Regions from separate parts of the Anser cygnoides genome. Here region 1 is linked to region 2. Evidence: chromatin contacts called from public Hi-C data. All regions are on one chromosome and are shown on one strand. Each heading gives the region's core, a stretch centred on a gene start, on an enhancer-like site or on the middle of the called end of the contact. The rest is flanking DNA. Distances are from core to core; before and after follow the strand shown.

Region 1 (5,232 bases), core at 1,562-4,061, 50 kb after region 2:
AAGCCGTAAGCTCTTATAAAATATATTTTTAGGAGTCCTATTGAATCGCACAGTATGTAGCATAATGTAATCAATACAAGAAGCTGCATATAAATAATCTGTTTGGATTCTCACACATTTTAAGATGAGAGAGGGCACCATTCCCAGCAGTACTCCCCCCCCTCCCTCAGAGTTCACACCTTTTATGGGGGAAAATGATTGTAAAGTATTCATTTAAGCCAATAACCAAAGCTTATGTTATTCATTTCTCGGCGATATACATAGTGCTCTTTTTGTATACTATTAACTGTGGACATATGTTTTTCATTTGACTATGTTACTTACACACACAATTCTTTTAAAAAATATGTAAAATATAACAGCTGCTGTAAAAAAAATATTTTTAGATCTCTGAAGAGCCTAACGAGCTGCAGTGCACAACAAAAATGGTTCTGTCTTTGTAACATGCCCATAGTAAAATATCGTGGAACCGTTTAACCCCCTTGGTCATCTCCCTGGAAGGGAGTGAACTGACACAGTTATGACAGGACAAAGTGCTTCTGGGGAGTTTATTTCCTAGCTGTAACAGCAAGGTCTTGATCATTCACTGCATCAAAGAAATGATACAAACAATGGATCAGCCAACTTTTAAAACAGCAGTATAAAAGCAATTGTAAAGGCACCAACTGTATCATCTGAGGTCTGCTTTGACATTGCTGTTTTCTGATGGCAAAAATATACCTATTTCCTGCCAGTATAAGTGAGAGATTAAGGGGTAAATATAGAAAACCTAAAGTTTGCTTTGGATGAGAAGTTTTTTCTTTATGAATTATTGAATAAATCAAATATCCTTGGTTCTCATCCCAACAGAGTGTGATGATTGCTAGCTTGAAAAAATGTAGCAAGAGCAAACGTTGGCAAGAGTGAAGCATTATAATGTGCTGTCTACAGAGATTCAGAGATAAGAAGGATTGTCAGTTACAGTAAATGCTATCAATGTTGGTAGAAGATATTTAAACTGTAATTCTACCTAGATTAAGGTACTTAAAAACAGCATTCATGGCTCGGAAGCAACCTCTGTGAGCCTCTTAAAAGGAAAGAATTCCACCACTGGGTAATACATAGATGCAGATTCTTCCATTGCAATGCTTTTGGCTGCTACTGTGTGAGGGAATGGCAAGAATGGAAAACTGCCAAAACTGAATGTCTTCTTCCTTCTCTTCCAGTTGATAAGACAGGAGAACTGAAATGCTTTTTTGAAATCAGTTATGTGGTATCTGGAAAGTAGGATGAGAAAACAAAATCTTTTTGAAGATCCCCGTCATACAGTGGTAGAGAACATACAGGGGAGGATCCTGCTCTCAGAGGAGCTCTGACATTCCCTGCAGCAGCTGCAGCACCATGCTGCAAAATTTCTGCTGCCCTTTGATGGGGAGGCACAGACTTTACTTACACCAGGTCCTGCTCTGCCAGATTCTCCTAAAGTACTTTGCATCATCCAAGTTAAATGCCTAGGAAGGGCTTCTCTCTCTCTTTTTTTTTTTTTTTGGTTGTTGTTTTTGTTTGGTTTTGTTTTGTTTCCCCCAAAGTTTTCTTTCATTTAGTCTTGATATTTCCAGAGAGTTAAGCCCAATGTGTTCAGAAGTGTCCAGGGCATTCAAAACTGTAGGCAGGGTTCTTGCAGCATTTCTATTTAGCTTGATTGCCCAGGCTGCACAAAGCCATGCAGACAGCATCCTTAATAAAGTCCAGTCAGCCTTTTTTTGTCACAGGAAGCTGCATTAGGGATCCACAGCTGGCTTTCCATTGATTTTCAAAGTGCTTGTTTTACAGTAACAATTTTATAGCATTAACTTTAAGACTGCTGAAATTTAGCTTATTCAAAAGCTTCTGCTTAGTTTGATGTGGATGTCAGACTTTGCACAGATCAGTTAATTTGACATCTGAATCCTCCTCCCATAGACTGATTCCGATGTTGGCTAGGAAGTGGTGTAATCAATCACTGCCAATATTTAGAATGGCAATATGTCTAGGGAATTTTGGTTTTACTTGGAACCTGAAGGCCTGTGATCTTATTAGGTATATTTATTTAAGAAGAATGGGTTTTGCACTTTTCATACCATATTTTCAATAATACCAGCAGCCTTCACAATTTAACTCAAAATAGTCTTTGAAGCCACCAGGAAAATAATTATGTTCTTTGGTGTTTGAGAACTGATATGTTGCAGGTCTTCACAAAAATCCTCTCTTATTTTATCTGTGTTTAGACAGTATTTAGTCAGTAATGAAGGCAGCATAGCATTTCTTGTAAAGTAGCGATCTTACCGTTTAGTCATTTTTGCCATTGTGCAATCTAGTTTTTCAATCATTGGAGATCTAACAAACCACTGTCAGTTTCTCCATTATTTTCTTAGTAATCACAGGCCTCCAGCAGAGATAGCTACCCAAGATTTCTTAAATTTGTTTTCCTCTAAAGAGAAACTCTGTTTAGTGTTATTATGTGATTTTTGAATCTGGTCTGTGCATTGTCAGCCAGGGCGGTACTTCACACTGGATGATTAAAGAGAGGACGGGAAATATTCGCATGATCCTGCTATGTCCATTTAAATTTAAAGGACCTGATATAAAGAGGAGGAATGTTCATCAGGGAATGTCTATGCTGTGTAATTAAGTGCAGTACACATAGCCCTGGACTGGTGCTGACCCATTTACAAACTGCCCAAGACACATTAGCAGGATTTTTCCCTTCAGGAAACACTCAGACTCCCAGTAGCAAGTCCTGGCTCCAGCTGAGTGCCGTGGTGATGCAGTCGTACTGTGGGAGCTGGATTTGCTGTGCTCTGCTGTGTGGGAGTCACTGAACTCTGGTACTGCTGCCAGCCGGCAGGAAGTCATCTGTGATCCCGAGGTTTTTGTGTGAGCAGATTTTGCAACTCTAACTTCAACTGAATCCATACCTGCAGCTTTGCTGCTTTTTGTTGTCTGAGAAATTTGAAAGAATGGCAGATCAACTTAATTTCAAGGCCAAGCACATGTGCTATAGCAGTAGCACTCATCCAGATTCAGTCATAAGATGGAGACAAAGAACATGAGGTAAAGCTTGCTGTTATGGTTGGCCCATGGAATCTGATAAACCTCCATCAGTGATCTAGTTTGCATAATTCAACTGTACGGCAAACTTCATGCCCTAAGTTAGAACTGGATCTAACTTGCCCTCAAGCTTACCCACCTGCCTGTGGGTACCTATTTGCAACAGCAGCTCTTTGGAAGAGAGCGTAAGGGTAACAGCGTGATCAGGCATCAGGCTCCCATCTGCAGATTGCAGCTGATGCCTGAACTAAGGAACTAATACAGTTACACCATGCTTCAAAGGATAACACTGAACAGTTTGATTTTTAAAATGATGAAGCAGTGTCGTTTTTTTTTCTTGTTGTTGTTGTTGTTTGCTTGTTTGTTTGGGGGGGAAACCAAACTGTCTTTAAATTTTAAGTGGCTTTTGGAAGTGCATAAGAAAAGCAGTAAAGTGAGAGAGAAATAATACTTGCACTCCTGAGAGATACCTCAGCTCTTCCATTTCATATATAAAACACCCATTGCATTTTTTTTTGCTGGAATGAAGCAAGACAAAGGAATTCAGGGTGAATTGCTTCCAGCAAGTAAAATTGTTTAATTCTCAGCATAACAGTGAGGACACAGGGCAAGTGTGACAGGTGGGTCAGGCTTTGAGGGTCAGGAGCAGAGCAACAAAGCCTATTTCAGGGTCAGCCTGGAACTGCCTATGGGGCTGGGGTGCTGCCAGGGAGGTGTGTGCTTGTAGGGCCTTCAGTCAGCATCCCCTGGCCTAAGCATCTGCAGAGAAAGTCTCCCAGAATGTTAGAAACTCTGTGTGGAACACTTTTTTTTGCTGTGCTTTATAGCAAGGTTACTGATTTTATTGTATTTCACTCATCTCAAAGTAATTTAGGTTTGCTTGGACACAGTGCATTTTTCTAGGGAAGAGGAAAGAAAAATGAAGTTTAGCTCATTATCAAAATAAGCGGAAAAACTACGTTGTCAAGAAAACATGATAATTTTTGAAATATTTTCATTTTTGAAGTCACTTTAATATGAAATTGTACTAAGGATTGTTGCTTATTGCTCAATTTTTGTACATCAGCTGCACATATTCATGAACTGACACTTCAGGTTTTGACTTGACACAATTCAGCAGAACACTTGGCTGCAGACCTGTGCTGCAGGTAGGTTAGGATGCTGTAAGTGCATTTAGGTAAAGGTGCAGAGTTCTGCCGGGTCCCATGGCAAGAGCATTTATCTCGAGGAGGGGGGCTGAGCACCACAACCACTTGGCAGACCTACCTGCACGATGACTGCCAATCTGAGTGTTATTTAGAGAAGCTGTGGAGGTTGCAAACAAGCTAGTAGTTTTGAACCATAATAAAGAACCAGAAGAAGTCCTGGTCAGGGAGAAGTTGAGAAGCACTGCATGAACATGCTTGAAATCTGTATTGTATTTACATTGCCGAACACATCTTCAGCTTTTAGAAATGAAGATTTTATCGTCTGTTTTGCTAATTAAAGGAAAGCAAGGCAGGGGGACAAAGCTGTGTTTCCAAAATATCACAATGGGGAAAACTGGAACAGTTCCTTCGCTGCCAGCTGTAATAAAAATTGCACCATCAGAAAATTGTTCTGTTCCCTCAGACTAACCCTACTGAAAAAGATCAAAATGGGAGTCCAGCTCCATACATGAATCTGCCAGGTTGAAGTGAGAAAGGAAGACAGAACAGTGCTAGATGGTGCAAACATTCCTGTGGCAAAACGTGCACCAAAGTGTGGAGCCTTTGCTATGCTAATCCTCTGGCTTTCCAATATAGACAGTGAGAAGAGACAAGCTCCTCAAGAATCGGAGAAAGAGCTTAAACTCGAAGGGAGGTTTTTCATTCTCCAGTGATTACAAAGAAGTCCAGGGAGATCTGACTAGCAATGCTGAAGTTTGGTTCTTTGTAGTTCAAGTGAATGATTTTATACTTTCCCATTTCCATAACATCCCTCCTTTCTTTTCCTCCGATATCTGGCACATATCTTATGAAAGAGCTTATGAACTGCCTACTGGGTCTCCCTAGAAGGTAAACCCATGGAAGTTCATGAATCTCATCTTTTCATCTACTTTTTAAAACCTCAGAAATTTATGATAGTACTGGTATCTTCACCTTTAAACTGATACTCTAAGAAGAATAGATTTCTGTTAATTTG
Region 2 (4,690 bases), core at 1,779-4,278:
TCAATTTCAAATGAAGGACTGTTTTATGTAGGTCAAAAAATCAGATACTACATTTGTCTGCAGGGGCAGGTACTAAACTGAGGAAGGGTATTGTTACAGCTGAAAGCGATCGAAAACGTGCTCTCACATTCCTTAAAAACTTGCAGAGTTTGCATTGATGTTGATTTTGTACTTCTCTGAAATTCTCCAGAAGACACTTAGATTGTTACAGTTTACTTAATCAACTGTAGTGTCCTGTACGTATAAAAGGTAACTTCAAAAATTGGCTGCAGCAGATTTAAAAGACTAAGTTCAGCTTCCAATAGAGGGAACGGGGTTCAGCTCCGGACAACTCACTATTTGCAGAAAATGAAGGTGTGCAAATTCAATCTCAATTTGGAAAAAAGCAGCACTCTAAATTTATGCCTAACTTCCAGTCCTCTACTGACTGATTGATTCAGACTGCGAGCATTAACAACAAGTTCTACTCTCCTCTGGACTGCTGGTGCCAGAAACAATTGATCCAGCAGACAAAACTGTAGCACTGTGCCTTATTTTCTACGCAGTAGGTAAGAATAAGGAGAATGGTTGCTTATGGTCCATTTCTGTGGAAAAAATGTTCACAATTCTTAATTTCCTGGTAGCTCCCTAAAACCCACACTCCGTGTAAGAAAGCAGAAAGCAGTAAAATTAATTACTGGTGACACTTAGAGATGGAATCATCAGAGGAATTGGTCCTGTATTCCCCTATACTCTTGACACTCATTTCTGCTTCCACCCCACCCTTTTACTTCTGCAAGCACAAGCAGCTTTGCTGTACGCTGTATCAGTGAACTGACCCAGCCTAAAACTAGATGCTAAAGGTGTTTTTGCCGTGTTATTTTTTTTTAGTTTCATGGACCACTTCAAATTGCATGATAGCACAACCTCCTGTGTCAGTAGAAGAAAGCCAACGTAGCAGAAAACATAAGCAAAAGGCAGACAGAATTCCTGTTTTCAATGGCAGCATGAACTTCAAAATTGCAATGTGAAGTCTTGGTTATGTAATGGTGATAGAAGTCTACACTGCCACAGGAAAAGATATTCCTGCCTTCCCCAATCTCAGGCCATGTATTTTTGCCACCTATTTGTACCAATGTCAGTGTTTTTATGCTACACAGTTGAGTTGTGCCAGAGAACTAGCTGCCTACTTCCTCAAAAAAATTCAACAGGAGCTAGTTCAGTGCAAGGCTGCTGGAGCACTACTACCAACACAGAGAGGTAGTGGGAACATGAGACTAGCCGTGGGCAGGACTGCAGCAGTCTAGATTTAGATTGGATTAAACTGCTCTGTAGTCACACCCTGAGTTGCCTGCTGCTGGAATAAATAGATAACATAAGAAGCAGTTATCTCATATCCAGAACTCCTTGCAATTAGAAAAAACTGGCTCCTTTTCCTGCTTCTCCTCCATAGGCATCAATATTTATCAGGGAAATTGCCAACTGTTCCTTGTCATTTTCTCTGCTCCCTTCATCCAGTTAGGAGGAAAAAAGCAAATACCCCCACTATTTTAACCAAGCTCAGTTATGCTGCATCAATATAGCTACTGGAACGTATTCAGCCCAAAGCTGACAACCCTGATCTTTAGCAACTGACATGCTAGATGTTCATTAGATCCTAAAGACTCTTTCACAACTATTAACAGCAATATGTAGTCAGAACAGATGCAGCGATACAAAATGCTATATTCAATCTAACAAGGACAGAATTAGACAGAGATTAACTCCAGAGTTTGCCTGATAAAGGAGTCCTGTAGATGTGAGTAGCTTTGAGTGTTGTGCTGCCAGACCAGAGGCAGTGGGACCTCGAATTTCATCTTTGAGTACAGACTTGAACACTGGAAAACAACTGGATACAGCAAATATTGTAAGACAAACCTTAAAGTAAACTCACTCAAGGAAACCTGAAGATGCTCTTAAAATACTTGCTTCAAGTGGAAAACACTTCACTGGCACAGGTGGGAAAAAAACAGCAGCAGTAACATGAATTTTCTGCGAGTCGAATGCCAAAAAAGCCCCGACAGAAAAATCAACAACCTTCTGCTGCACACATCCTGAAATCCCAGCACCACGGATCACTACAGAGACACAGTCTGAGTTTTCATAGTGCCTCAGAAACGCCTTCAATACCAAAAAAAAAATAAGGCTTCAACTAATCATGGGTATACAAACATCCGTTCACAATACATGTGCCTACCTCTCATAGGTTCATATGAGCACATAGATGCCATCCAGCAGCAAGCACTTCTCTACATATTTCTGCTTTCAAAACAGTTTCTCCAATGGAAATATTTTGTAAGTTACACTGCCATCATCATGGGGACTGGAAACCTGTTGAGGCAATCACTTGTGAGCGGGAGACCGAGCGCTCCCTGCACTTGCATTTGGGAGCTGGCTCTGAGGGACGGAAGCCCTGCCTCGCACGGGTGCGCTGCGCCGGCAGCCCGGGAAGAGCCCCCGTGGCCACGGCACCGTCCCAGCCCTCCGAGCTCAGGGCAAGGGCTGCGGCTTACCGGGAGCTGGGGCTGCACACCCCCCCCGGCCGGCGCCGCCAGCGCGCCGCTTGTTGCTCCCCCGCTCGCCGGAGCCGCCCCCCGCTGCCCTCGCTCCCGCAGCCCCGGCCCCTTCCGCGGCACCCAGAGCCCCGGGGCGCTGCCCGGAGCCCCGCTCCCTTCGGCGGGGGAAGCGGCTGCCCCGGAGCGGCCGGCGGAAGCGCGAAGGGGCGAAGGCACGGCAGGGCAGGGTAGGGCAGAGAGCAGGGCGGCCGGGGCAGGGCGGCACCGCAGCCCGCCCGGCAGCCCCGAGGCCGAGCGCCCGGCGCTCCCCGCGGGAGGCAGCGGAGCGGCGTTAGCAGCACCTCAGACTTACGAGCGCCTCACGGAGCCCGCGGCCGCTCCCGGCACAGAGCGTTCGCTCCTGCGAGCACCTTAACCCAGGAACCAGAACTCACTTCCTGCCGGGCCTCTCCCCGCCCGCCCGCCCGCCATGTGACGGGCGCCGGCGCCGCGCTCCCCGCTCGGCTCGGGCCGGGCCGGGCCTGCGGCCGCCGCAGCCGCTCGGCGTCGCGGCCAGGCGGGGGCAGCGCCGGGCCTGGGCGCAGCGACCGGCAGCTTTCGGCTCCCCCCCGGGCTTGCGGTGCCTCTTCGGCCTGGCTGCTGCCCTCCCGCCCCGAGCAGGGGCCGTGCTGCTGCGGTGCAGGGCTGCTGGAGTCCCTTGCTATGAATGGATGCGATGTTTGTAAATCGCAATGCTTGCATTCGTAGCATGAGTGCACTTTTTCACGTTCACTGTGTAAAGGTCCTTTTACTTCTGTAGGTGACTAAGGTGGCATTTTTTTCCGTGCATTTAATTCATGCAGGCAATGGGTTTTACATGAGAGTACATTGAAAATACATTCAACAATTTTAATTTTGCTGCTGCTACAAGCCCTTATTTCTCTAGGTCACATGTAGGAGTACATTTTTCTTGAAGGTGTGTAAAAGAGTGAGTTGAGGGGAGAAAATGCAGGATACCTTACATACTTGCACAAGGTACAGTCACAAAGCCAGCACCAGAGAAGCCTTACAGACTGTGTGAATCAGCCTCAACTGTCCCTGAGCCCCAGCAAGTGTACCCACCCCATCAGACTGGGCTGTTTCTTCTCCCGGGGCAGAACTGCTCCATTTGCCTGCATTAGTGCCTCCTGCATCTCAGCACTGGGGGCCTCACACACCTTGCTTGGTGTGTGCCCTTGGAAGCCTGGGGCCTGAGCCCAGACACAGTCCTAGGCATTGCTCTCTGTAATTTTAAGATTACTTCTATTATAGTTTACTTTTCCTGCTAAGTCTTTAACAACTTGTTTGGGCTGTTTTGACCTTTTTTTAAGACTAAAGAGACTTATAAACAGATAGCTTATTGAGCCAATAAACGTACTTCCTGCTTAGCCACTTTTAAGAACTTCGGGTGAGGTTCTGATGAACTACTGAGGTTCAGCGAGGGTTGCTCAGTTAGCGTGTTTCCAAGAAAGGGGGATTCAATTTCCTCTTTCAGATGCCTTTAGCTTAACAAAGTGTTTGAGATGCACAAGTTTAGGTTTCATTTAACCAGGTGTTTCTTTAAAGCAAGGGAAGGGAAGGGAAGGGAAGGGAAGGGAAGGGAAGGGAAGGGAAGGGAAGGGAAGGGAAGGGAAGGGAAGGGAAGGGAAGGAAAGGGAAGGAAAGGAAAGGAAAGGAAAGGAAAGGAAAGGAAAGGAAAGGAAAGGAAAGGAAAGGAAAGGAAAGGAAAGGAAAGGAAAGGAAAGGAAAGGAAAGGAAAGGAAAGGAAAGGAAAGGAAAGGAAAGGAAAGGAAAGGAAAGGAAAGGAAAGGAAAGGAAAATCTATTGCTTTTTAATTTCTACATTTTTATTTTTTATTCAGTCTTTCCAAGTAGTTCTGCACTTAAAATGATAATGAATAACTGAAAATAATAATTCTTGAATTCAGATCAATGTATGTAAATATAATTTAACTGTAGCTATATTTAAAAATGGATAATATGTAGAAAAATACAAGTAGGTTATCTGATGATAAGAAAGTATTAACTAAGATTATGGGTACATGAATTTGAATAGAGACTTAACATATATACCATCTGTGAAACACTGTCATTGCACATGTTAGTGGTTTTGTACGAAGCAAAAGTTTGTTCATTAAA

Evidence for each region. A called contact is a pair of places that touch in the nucleus more often than the background predicts.
Region 1: a contact with region 2 is called in a Hi-C map of granulosa cells, with 2.5 times the contacts expected there. The contact joins the enhancer-like site here to the promoter of TANK in region 2. A contact is called at or near these places in 3 of 7 Hi-C or Micro-C datasets (granulosa cells and liver).

What each region holds. Positions count from the first base shown.
Region 1 is chr6:24,707,015-24,712,246 of Taihu_goose_T2T_genome, forward strand. All of the region lies in intron 2 of LOC106029931 (a long non-coding RNA gene), which reads left to right. Among named protein-coding and RNA genes, the nearest start is that of TANK, 50 kb to the left of the region's middle. Within about 2 kb of position 2,812, at least 2 of the 3 cell types and tissues checked have open chromatin away from gene starts, as enhancers often do.
Region 2 is chr6:24,656,501-24,661,190 of Taihu_goose_T2T_genome, forward strand. TANK (TRAF family member associated NFKB activator) reads right to left here and starts at 3,029. Exons shown (of 10, transcript XM_048072266.2): 1 at 2,887-3,029; 2 at 2,216-2,349. The region is part of intron 2 of LOC106029931 (a long non-coding RNA gene); the gene reads left to right.